Regions from separate parts of the Gossypium hirsutum genome. Here region 2 is linked to region 1. Evidence: chromatin contacts called from public Hi-C data. All regions are on one chromosome and are shown on one strand. Each heading gives the region's core, a stretch centred on a gene start, on an enhancer-like site or on the middle of the called end of the contact. The rest is flanking DNA. Distances are from core to core; before and after follow the strand shown.

The links. Hi-C and Micro-C count contacts between places; a contact is called where the count stands out from the background.
Region 2: a contact with region 1 is called in a Hi-C map of leaf, with 2.9 times the contacts expected there. The contact joins two enhancer-like sites. A contact is called at or near these places in 10 of 34 Hi-C or Micro-C datasets (hypocotyl, leaf, petal and 1 more).

What each region holds. Positions count from the first base shown.
Region 1 is chrD05:29,476,735-29,481,702 of Gossypium_hirsutum_v2.1, reverse strand. All of the region lies in intron 1 of LOC121217931 (a long non-coding RNA gene), which reads left to right. Among protein-coding and RNA genes, the nearest start is that of LOC121217931, 4.7 kb to the left of the region's middle. Within about 2 kb of position 1,997, at least 5 of the 9 cell types and tissues checked have an H3K27ac peak or open chromatin away from gene starts, as enhancers often do.
Region 2 is chrD05:29,754,062-29,758,641 of Gossypium_hirsutum_v2.1, reverse strand. LOC107904395 (ABSCISIC ACID-INSENSITIVE 5-like protein 2) reads right to left here. Exons shown (of 5, transcript XR_005914195.1): 4 at 2,556-2,766; 5 at 2,158-2,402. Among protein-coding and RNA genes, the nearest start is that of LOC107904395, 5.3 kb to the right of the region's middle. Within about 2 kb of position 1,906, at least 8 of the 9 cell types and tissues checked have an H3K27ac peak or open chromatin away from gene starts, as enhancers often do.

The sequences.
Region 1 (4,968 bases), core at 748-3,247:
TTAAGTGCACCCATTGTAGAAGCCAAACGTAGCAAAGCCAATAACCCCTCGCTGCATATGAGAAATAAATAAGGAATAAGTGGGTCACCTTGTCTAAGCCCTTAAGTTGGAAAAAACCTTTCGCCAATCTGCCCATTCAAATCCACTGAATAAGAAATTGATTCAACACATCTCATTATTTTTTGAACTCAATATTCAGAAAAACCTATTCTTTTAAGCATGATCATAAGAAAAGGTCATTCCACCCTATCACATGTTTTGCTCATGTTGAGCTTTAAAGCAAATGAACCCAATTTCCCCATTCTTCTCTTACACATCGAATGAAGAATTCCATATGCGGCTAGTATATTATCAAAGATGAGTCTACCAGGCACAAAAGTGTTTTGCGCTTCATCGATATAGAAGTGTAAAGCTGACTGAAATCTGTTGACTAAGCATTTTTGCAACAATTTTGTACAAAATAGTACAGAGGTTAATTTGTCAAAAGTGAGCCATAGAGCTAGGATTACTGTCTTTGGAATTAAAATGATTTGTGTCTAATTTAATTCAAAGATATTGTGGTCACTATGTTGCACCTCAATACAGTAGCTCACAACCTCATTACCCATAATGTGCCAGAATCTTTGATAAAACACCGCACCCAAACTGTCCTCTCTCGAAGCCTTTAGTGGGCTCATATTTTTGAGGGCCAAGCACAACTCTTCATAATAAAAACCCCTTACGAGATCATCATTCATAGATGCCGTAATACAAGGATCAACTCTCTCAAGTATGGCATCAGCATTTGTAACTCCTGTTGACAAAAATAGGGCACCAAAATAACTAGTGGCATGTGACAGAAAGCCTTCGTTACTATCATCAATATTCCCATTAGTATCTACCAACTTATCCACCGTATTCCTTCTCTTCCTAGCAAATGCTGCTTTATGAAAAAGGTTCATGTTTCGGTCACCATTTTTCAGCCAGCTTGCTCTAACTCTTTGTTCCCAATACAGCTCCTCCTTATTGGCCTCCATACTAAAAGCTAGCTTTGTATCAACAATGTCCCCCAAAACTGCATTAAATGGAGTTGACTTATTTAACCTTTAGAGCTGCCTCTCAAGGTCCTTCCTAGACATGGATATTTCATGTTTAACTCGTGCAAACCACTTATCCAACCCTTCCCCACCCTTGCAAAGTCTCGTAGGAAGAGTGCCTGAACTAGTATCCCACAAGTTCTTTACCTCTGTTTCACAAGTATCCTCCAAAAGTCATGCCGCCTCAAAGAGAAAGTGAAGCACTTTAGTGCTTAGACTCTCCACCTTTGAATTTAGAAGTAAAGGATAATGATTTGAAAAGAAGTATGATAGATGAGACACTTTGTAATTTGGAAATAAAGACCACCAATCGTCATTAGCTACAGCTCGATCTAACCATTCACTTATGCTATTAGAAATGGTGCATGCCATCTCCCAAATCAACCACTGTCCCGTGTAACCAAGATCAAAGATATTACAATCAAATAACATTTCTCAAAACTTTCTCATTTGACTTTCATGTCTGACTAAACCACCTTATTTCTCTGACATGAAAGCTATTTCATTAAAATCCCCGATGACTCCCAAGAGATTTGTAGGCAATCATTGAAAGACCGTAAAAAAATTCCAAGAAGCCTCTATTTCATTTTCTGCCGGAGCTTCGTAGAAACCTGTGCACCTCTATCTCAACCTCTCCGAATCTTCATCAATCATAATATCAATATGTTATCTAGAGTACGTTCAAAGCGACACCTTGCAACCACTTTTCCACCTCATAGATAAACCCCCACTTCTTCCATCCGAGTCAACATCAATTCCATTAATGTAACCACACTTACACTTGATCTTTTCCATTCTAGAACCATGTAGTTTTGTTTCAATAAAAAAAACCACAGATGGGTTAGAGTCTCGTAGCATATGCCAGAGACGTTAAACTATTCGGGGTCTTTCCAAACCCCGAACGATTCAGCTTAGAAGCTTTATTGCTTTTGGGTGGCCTCATTGTTAAGGCGTGTCGGTCTTATTTGATTAGGTACTTGATCAAAATACCCAAAAATTCAATTGAATCCTTATTAGCAGAAACTCCCGAAGCAAATGAAAAGGTTTGAGGACGCTTTAGCCCATCCAAATTACGCATTGGGCTATTTTCTTCTTCACGAATTGCCATCTCACCATCAAAACTACTATTAGCTGTGTTAAAATAATGGCCTAATCCACTCCTAACTATAGGCCCAGTTAATATGGAAATATTTGAGTTTTCCTTTTGTAGAGAGAAAAATTAGAAGGAGATCCCTTAGTTATTCCTTGACTTCGACTTTTCCTTTTGAAGAGAGAGAAAAATTTAAAAAAATCCCTTAGTTATTCCTTGGCTTACGAATCCATCTTGCAGATCCCCTAGGTTACTCCTGCCATTATTATTTTTGGAATTACCATAACTTGGGCCTTTTTCGCCACTATCCTCCACCAGCAATTGGCTCCTTCACGCCATAGTTCTTTTCGACTGAGCACGAAGTGAGATATACACTTATACTCATACTCTTGATTCAGAATAATCGCTCTTATTGGGCAAAAACTCTCACCATGCCCTAATTTTTCACAAATAAAACAAAAAAGAGTTTCTCATATTCAAAACAAACGTAGACAGACGTACCATTTGGGAGTAAAAGCTTTTTCTTTCTTTTTGAAGGACTACCAACATCTAACCGGACTCTCAACCTTATTATTCCTCTGTACGCTAATTGAACTACCGAAGTGTCATATTCAAGGAAAGTCCCCACAAAATTCCCCAATTGTTTCGCAACAACCTCAAACATGAAACCATGAGGGATATCATTAACAAGAATCCAGAAACTCACTTCTGTTAACTGAACAGTCAAAGGATTCTCCCCTTGTATTGAATAATTAAGAACCAACAAATGGGAATTAAAAATTCCACAAGCCATTCCTCTCCACCCAATCCACATCAACTTGAAAATAAAAACGAAATAAAAATTGACCATTCTCAAGATCTGATATAGAGACTTCACCAATAGGGTGCCAAACATTGGCCAAAGTAGATCTTATCGCTTGAAAATGAACCACACTGGAGGTAAAGAACATTGCAACAAAACAATTCACATAAGAAATTTCATTATCAACCGATTCAACCCCTAACTGAATTAAGTCCTCTTCCATCTCCTCTAGAGAAAGACTTGCCATAGAGTCTTCCAATAGTGAAAAGCTGCAGAGAAACACGTAAATTGGAGAAAAATCAAAAACAAAATTGTAGGCAAAATAAAGTTAACGTGCTACCAAGAGCAAAACAAAACACGTCAAAAGACAGAGAGGGAGCATGTCAAAAGACAGAGTTAGCTCGAAAACATTTAAATAACTAATATCTTTTATTTTAAGAATTGAGCTTTGTATAAAAAATTACTTATAAATGCTAATATTCATATATAGAGTATATATGAGGTTTAAAATTAAACAAATTGAAAAATAAAATGCTATATATTTCATAAGAATGATTATATAAATATATATAATAATGTCAACAGTTAGACATGAATTTTAAAATCTAAAAAATAAAAAGGCTAAATTTTTTGTAATAAAATAAAAGGATTAAATTTCAAAATTTTAACAAGTATAGAGAATTATAACATATTTTACCCAAAAATAATGTAATTATATATTAAATCATTGTAAATTGTTGTGAAATTAACTATAGTTATATATTAGTAATTTTTGACATTTACCTATATTTGCTTGTAAATATTAATCGGATATCATTAAAGCAAGAATCATTATATATGCATATATGGTTAGCATTTAATATATTTAATGTATAAATCCATTATAAGATAATGTTAACTTATTTAAAACCTTTAACACCTCATTAAGAAGATTTTAGAAATAAATGCAATACACAATTAATAAAAATATTTATTTTAGAAATAAATTACTTACTGTTTCATGTAAATGTTTATTGCTTTGTCAGATGATATATACCAAAACTTGCCATAAACCCAAATTAACTGTAAAAAGAATTCACAGTTCCATACGTGGCTGTATTTATTTCATACTGTATTCTTAAAACTATAGTTTTAAAACCATGGGCCTTAAGAAAATACAGTCTACCAGTAAAGACAAAACCATTATTCTAATATGTGAATAATTTGTCATTAAGTGAATATCTATTAATATTAAGATATGTTTGGTACACATTAGAATTTTAACATTTACTAGAATTAGAGTTTTATACCATGTATAGTTTTTATGTCTATAAATATAGGTTTTAGAGAAACATTATAAACATCTGATTGATCAATAAAATTCAAAGTTCTCTTGTTTCGTCTATTTCTTTTATTCTTTATTCTTTTTATTATTTTTTTCATAACACGTTTATTAGCACGATGATTCTCAATTTTGTTTATCCTCTTCAAAATCTTTGATAGCCACACAATATTTTTTTTTATTGTCAAATGCATCTCTAACCTAATAAGAATAACCAAGTTTTATATACCCACACAATATTTGATTTACAACCAAATGTATTTACGGGCCTAATGAGAATAATCAAGTCTTATATGCCAACAGATGTGTCAAAGTCCTAGTAGGAAATTTTGATAGAATAAATGAAAGTAATGCTTGCCTGAAGTGCGATAGATAAATTGGTTCCAAAGATGATAAATTAAGATTGTCATATAGTGGAAGTGGTGCTCTTGAATAGATCTAATACATAACTAATTATTAAAACTCCATAAAAGATTCAGGTACATAAAGATGGAAATAATTAAAATAAAAAGATTTCGATAAGTTATGTTAATCGAGAAAATATGGAACTATGGAAAATAGAAAGTTGTTGACAACAATTTTGCGTGAGATTTTATTATTGAAATAATAAAAGAAGCGAAGGATCTTGACTGTTGAGAAACATATACATGGACTAAATTGGCCAAAAAAGGAAAGACAC
Region 2 (4,580 bases), core at 657-3,156, 280 kb before region 1:
GCCAGCCTGTACCACTACCGGAAATTCGAGAAAATATGTGTCTAGAAAAAATTACCCGAAGACTCAAGCTACATCAGTAGCGAGTGTCACTAGTGTTCGAAATGTAGACAAACCCATTTGTGAGCATTGTTGAAAAGGGGATAATATGATGCATGTCGAAAAGGGGAGACTCATTTTGTTATCGATGACTATTGTCTAATCATTTGTTGAAATGTTATGTTAAAATGTTAAAGGGGAGATTGTTGGGACTTTAACTATCTGGGGTGTCATTGTTCCATTTCTTGTTCGAACAACACTTAAGACAATAAGGTAGGATATCACTTGGGACAGCAAGTTGGGACAAATAAAGTACTGTAAGTTTGTTGGCATTTTTTACTTGGATAATTTTGGTTAACTTCCTATCAACAAATGAACTTTGGTTTTTTATTGGGAGCTTAATTTTCAAATGGGAGAAGAAAGAGAAGAGATTGATTCAAAGCAAACCTTATCCTTTTACTTGATGACTTGGTCTTACTTGGTGTTGAAGCCTCTTTGAATTTACTTGGAGAGGAAGCATTAATTCAAAATTTAAAGAGGGGATTTTTGTGTGGATAATTTCTTTATTTTAAATGTTGATTTATCTTTTCAAGTTACTTGGAGAAGCTGTAGTAGTTGTTACTTTTTGCTATGTAATTTTGCACTCTTTTTTTTAGGTATTTCTTGGAGTGTAAACTTTAACTCGTTGGGCTATAATTATCATTGTTGTAAGTGTAGATTGAACTTTAGTCAATAGGTGATCCGGACAATAGTTAAATAAAATTATTAGCGAGGTTCCGTAGGGTAGGATTGACGAATTCGAATTGCGTTACCAAATATTGTGTGTTGATTTTTCCCTTAGCCTTGCTTTCCTCTTATAATCTGTTTGTTAAATTACCAGCACACCGAAGCTTTTTTTTAAGTCTTTGCCTAGGATTTTCGCTTTGGTGTCTAATAAGGTGGGAAAAGTTTGTGAGTTAGGAAGGTAGGAGAATGGAAGCTGGAAGTAGGGCATTTGTTTGAGAAGAACTCCCTATGATTGGGAATTAAATCAGTGGGAAGCCTTAAAGCTCTAGTTAGAAGGGTACAATTTTGGGTCCATGCAAGCTGATTGCATCAGGTGGTACGATTCATCAATAGGAATTTATTCGTCTAAAGATTATTGCAGGTTGGTGTGTTCAAAGGTGATGGTATCTTGTACTGCTTGGAGGAAGGTGTAGTTTGGTCTTACCCCTCCTAAGATTGAATTCTTTTCCCTACAAAAGTGGAATTCGCTAAATGTGTGGTTGTTTCTGATGCAATGATCATTTGTAGTTTATGCCATCTTGCGCTTAAGTCGGTTGTCCATCTCTGCTTTAATTGTGAGATCTCGAGGTGAATTTTGCAGCGATGGGTGGCCCTTTGGAATGTCAATTGGGCCCTCCCCTGTAACGGTCGGCTGTTCCTTGAAGCTTGAGTCCAAGCTGGTAGGTTGAGCAGATGGGCTAAGGTATGGGAGGTGGCATTTTTTAACGATCTCTTGGTTTATTTGTCTTTTTTTGGAATGAATTTGTTTCCAAGGGGAGGGTCGTTGATATTAACTGTTTATTCGACCTTACTTTGATGAGAATAGTATGGTGGAGTAACGCAAAATGGCCTAAAGCCATTCTTTCCTTGGATGATTTCCTTTTATGCCATAAATTTCGTGGGATGCTCAAGTCGACAAGGCGGTCTCTATCTTCCATTTGGACGTCGTCCGCTCTATGGACTTTGAAATTTAGTGTTGACCCGGTTAGAGTTAATCCTGAACCAGCTGGTCTTCAGGGATTTTATGTGATCATAATGGTACTACCCTTTTTACTTTCTCTATTGTGATTGGTGTTTGCGACCCCTTGATTTCTGAACTCTGAGTTGCAAGCTGTTAAAGGAAGCTTTGGATATCTTCGTTGCTTCTAAACGGGCTAGTGGTGCTAGACTGATTATTGAGAATGATTATTAAAGGTTCAATTCTACTACTTTTTGCAAAAGTTATTGGATCATCCGAAAATCTTGATGTATATGATCATCATTAATCATTTAATTGGATTTTTCATGAGTAATGTAAAAATAATAAGCTAATATGACATTACACATGATAATATATTTGGTGCATCAAATTTTGAAAATAATAAAACTTAATGAATTTAACAATTACCATTCTGACTGAAATTTTACCGGGAAATCATTTACATTAAGAGGGAGGCTAATGGGAGTGCAGATAAATTGGCAAAAGCTGCCATTCTTAGAGGAGGCCCTGGTGGGATCTCATTTGCTTCCTGGTGATTTGGGGGCTGGTCGTGGCCACCTGCTACATGGGTTTGGCTCTTGGTCTTTATTTATGATTATATGTTGTACCTTTAGGGACAAAACTACACATTTAATTTCAAAAGGAAATTAAAAAAAAAAAAGGCGCACAACTACACATTTAGGGACAAAGCTTACCAGTTGAATTAATTTCATAGTAAAAAAGTAAATACATGAAGGGGGAAAAAAAACTCTTACAAGAAGGAAGCAGCCATTACCGGCAAATGAAACAATGGCTGCCTCTGGAAGATGCATTGACTTTAACCTTATGCCTAAATTGAAACCAGAAACAGATGCCAGAAGCTGGTTTGTATATGCAAAACTTTCACACTAACTGCTACGGGATTGTTAGAACGGGGCCGATGATGTTCTACGAAGCTGATATTTTGGCTCGGGAGGAGGTGCGGACGGCAGCAGCTTCTCTAGCTCCTGAGAATATAAAATCCCAGAACCAAGAATGAAAACAAATCGTATGCAGTAGTGATGAATGAAACTTGTAAAAATTTTCATGTATGAAACCATGAATGACAACTACATGCAGAAGCAAATGCAGTTGTAATATGTGCGGTATCATTTTCAGGCTGAATTGAATGAGAAAAAATATTAAGGAGTTGAGATTGAGGGCCGGAAACACAAAAACAAGGAAACAAATACCGTCTCCAGTTGTTTCTTGTACTTCTCACAGTAAATCAAGGATCTTAAGTTCTATGCTACTCGGACTTGAGTGTGAGTGTAAGGGAGGGGTATGTATCCTGAGACAGGATTTCTTAATTTCTCTCAACATTTCCATGTGCTTAGAGAGTCTATGGAGGATCATATCTCCACAACCATGTCGGAATATGCAACAAATACAGGTACTTCTTAAAAAAACAATGGAAAGTTGGAGTAACACAGCTATTCACGGTTAAAGGGTTTGCATACAATATTTAACAAGATATACCTAACAATTAGAAAAATGAGTGAAAGCATCCAACCTAAAAAAACCATTTTGGCAATAAGTGGAGGGCCAACTTTAATACAAGACCATAAGAACCCAATACTTAACAGATGTGGATAAACCACTTAAAACTTCCCCTCACATGAAGCTAACAGGGATTACAAGTGGACAACTGCACCAAGGGTTGTCAACCTCACACGGAGTTCAGTAGGATCAACAACATAACTGACCCAAGGCTCTAACACCAAGTTAAAGCATCCAACTTAAAATAAATTGGTAATAGGTGGAGGACCCGACTGTAAATATAAGACCATAGAAAACCAACAACTTACCGAATGTGGATAACACCACTTAACAAACACCAACAACCCTATATCCTACTAATTCCTAGAGAAACATAAGAACACGACACAAATGGATTTAACCTGGCTTAAATTAAGTCACCCAACAGATGGGCTCCTAATAAGATTATGGATTTCAGAGTTTGAGACAAACAATTTTACTGTCCAAACTGTCTTCTTTGGGTCATGGTTATATTCTACAATATGTGAAACCTGTTCCGCAGCAAGATTTACCAATCTCATGGTTAAATTCATGTAAACATCCCTCTAGCTACCTTGCGAAAAAACAGTTCATCCTAAAGCAATTCACGATAAAGGTCTCTATAACGTGCTTACACAAATTTAGTTACGGCTAGCTGGGATTCAAGGTGGATGCTGACCTATGACCATTCAATTTTAAGTTGAATGCTTTAACATGCAATCACAGCCAGAAGTTTTCGTTGCCCCATTTCTGCCAGTATTTGCTACCTCATTTCCATAGTCAACATGATAGGCCTGTTTGTGTATATTATCAATTTTGGGACTTAATGGGAGTGTCAGTTTGTGTTGTCCACAGTATTTAACTTTGGAGAATGTTCTCGTGTCATATTAAATTGGTGCAAGGTTGAATGCCTTAACAGTCTTAAACCAAGCATGCAAGAGTGACTATGTCTTGATAACAAGTGTAGTGATTAAAATTTTCATTTTCCATTCACTGGCAACGGAATTCATATTAACGAAAGGAAGATATCTGTTAAACAAGTCTACAGGAAGTTTTCAACGGAATTATCACACATAAAGGAAGATGAAGCTATCGAGATAGATGATGGCTAAGAACCTGGCTTTGCTATAGCAGACTGGTATATCATAAACGAAAAAAATGCTGCATCATGCACAATTCATGGTGTTGAGAAGAGACATTAGATAGCCTTAGTAACCAACAGGCTGAACACATAGACTTTGCAGTTCCCATGTTTGCTAGTATA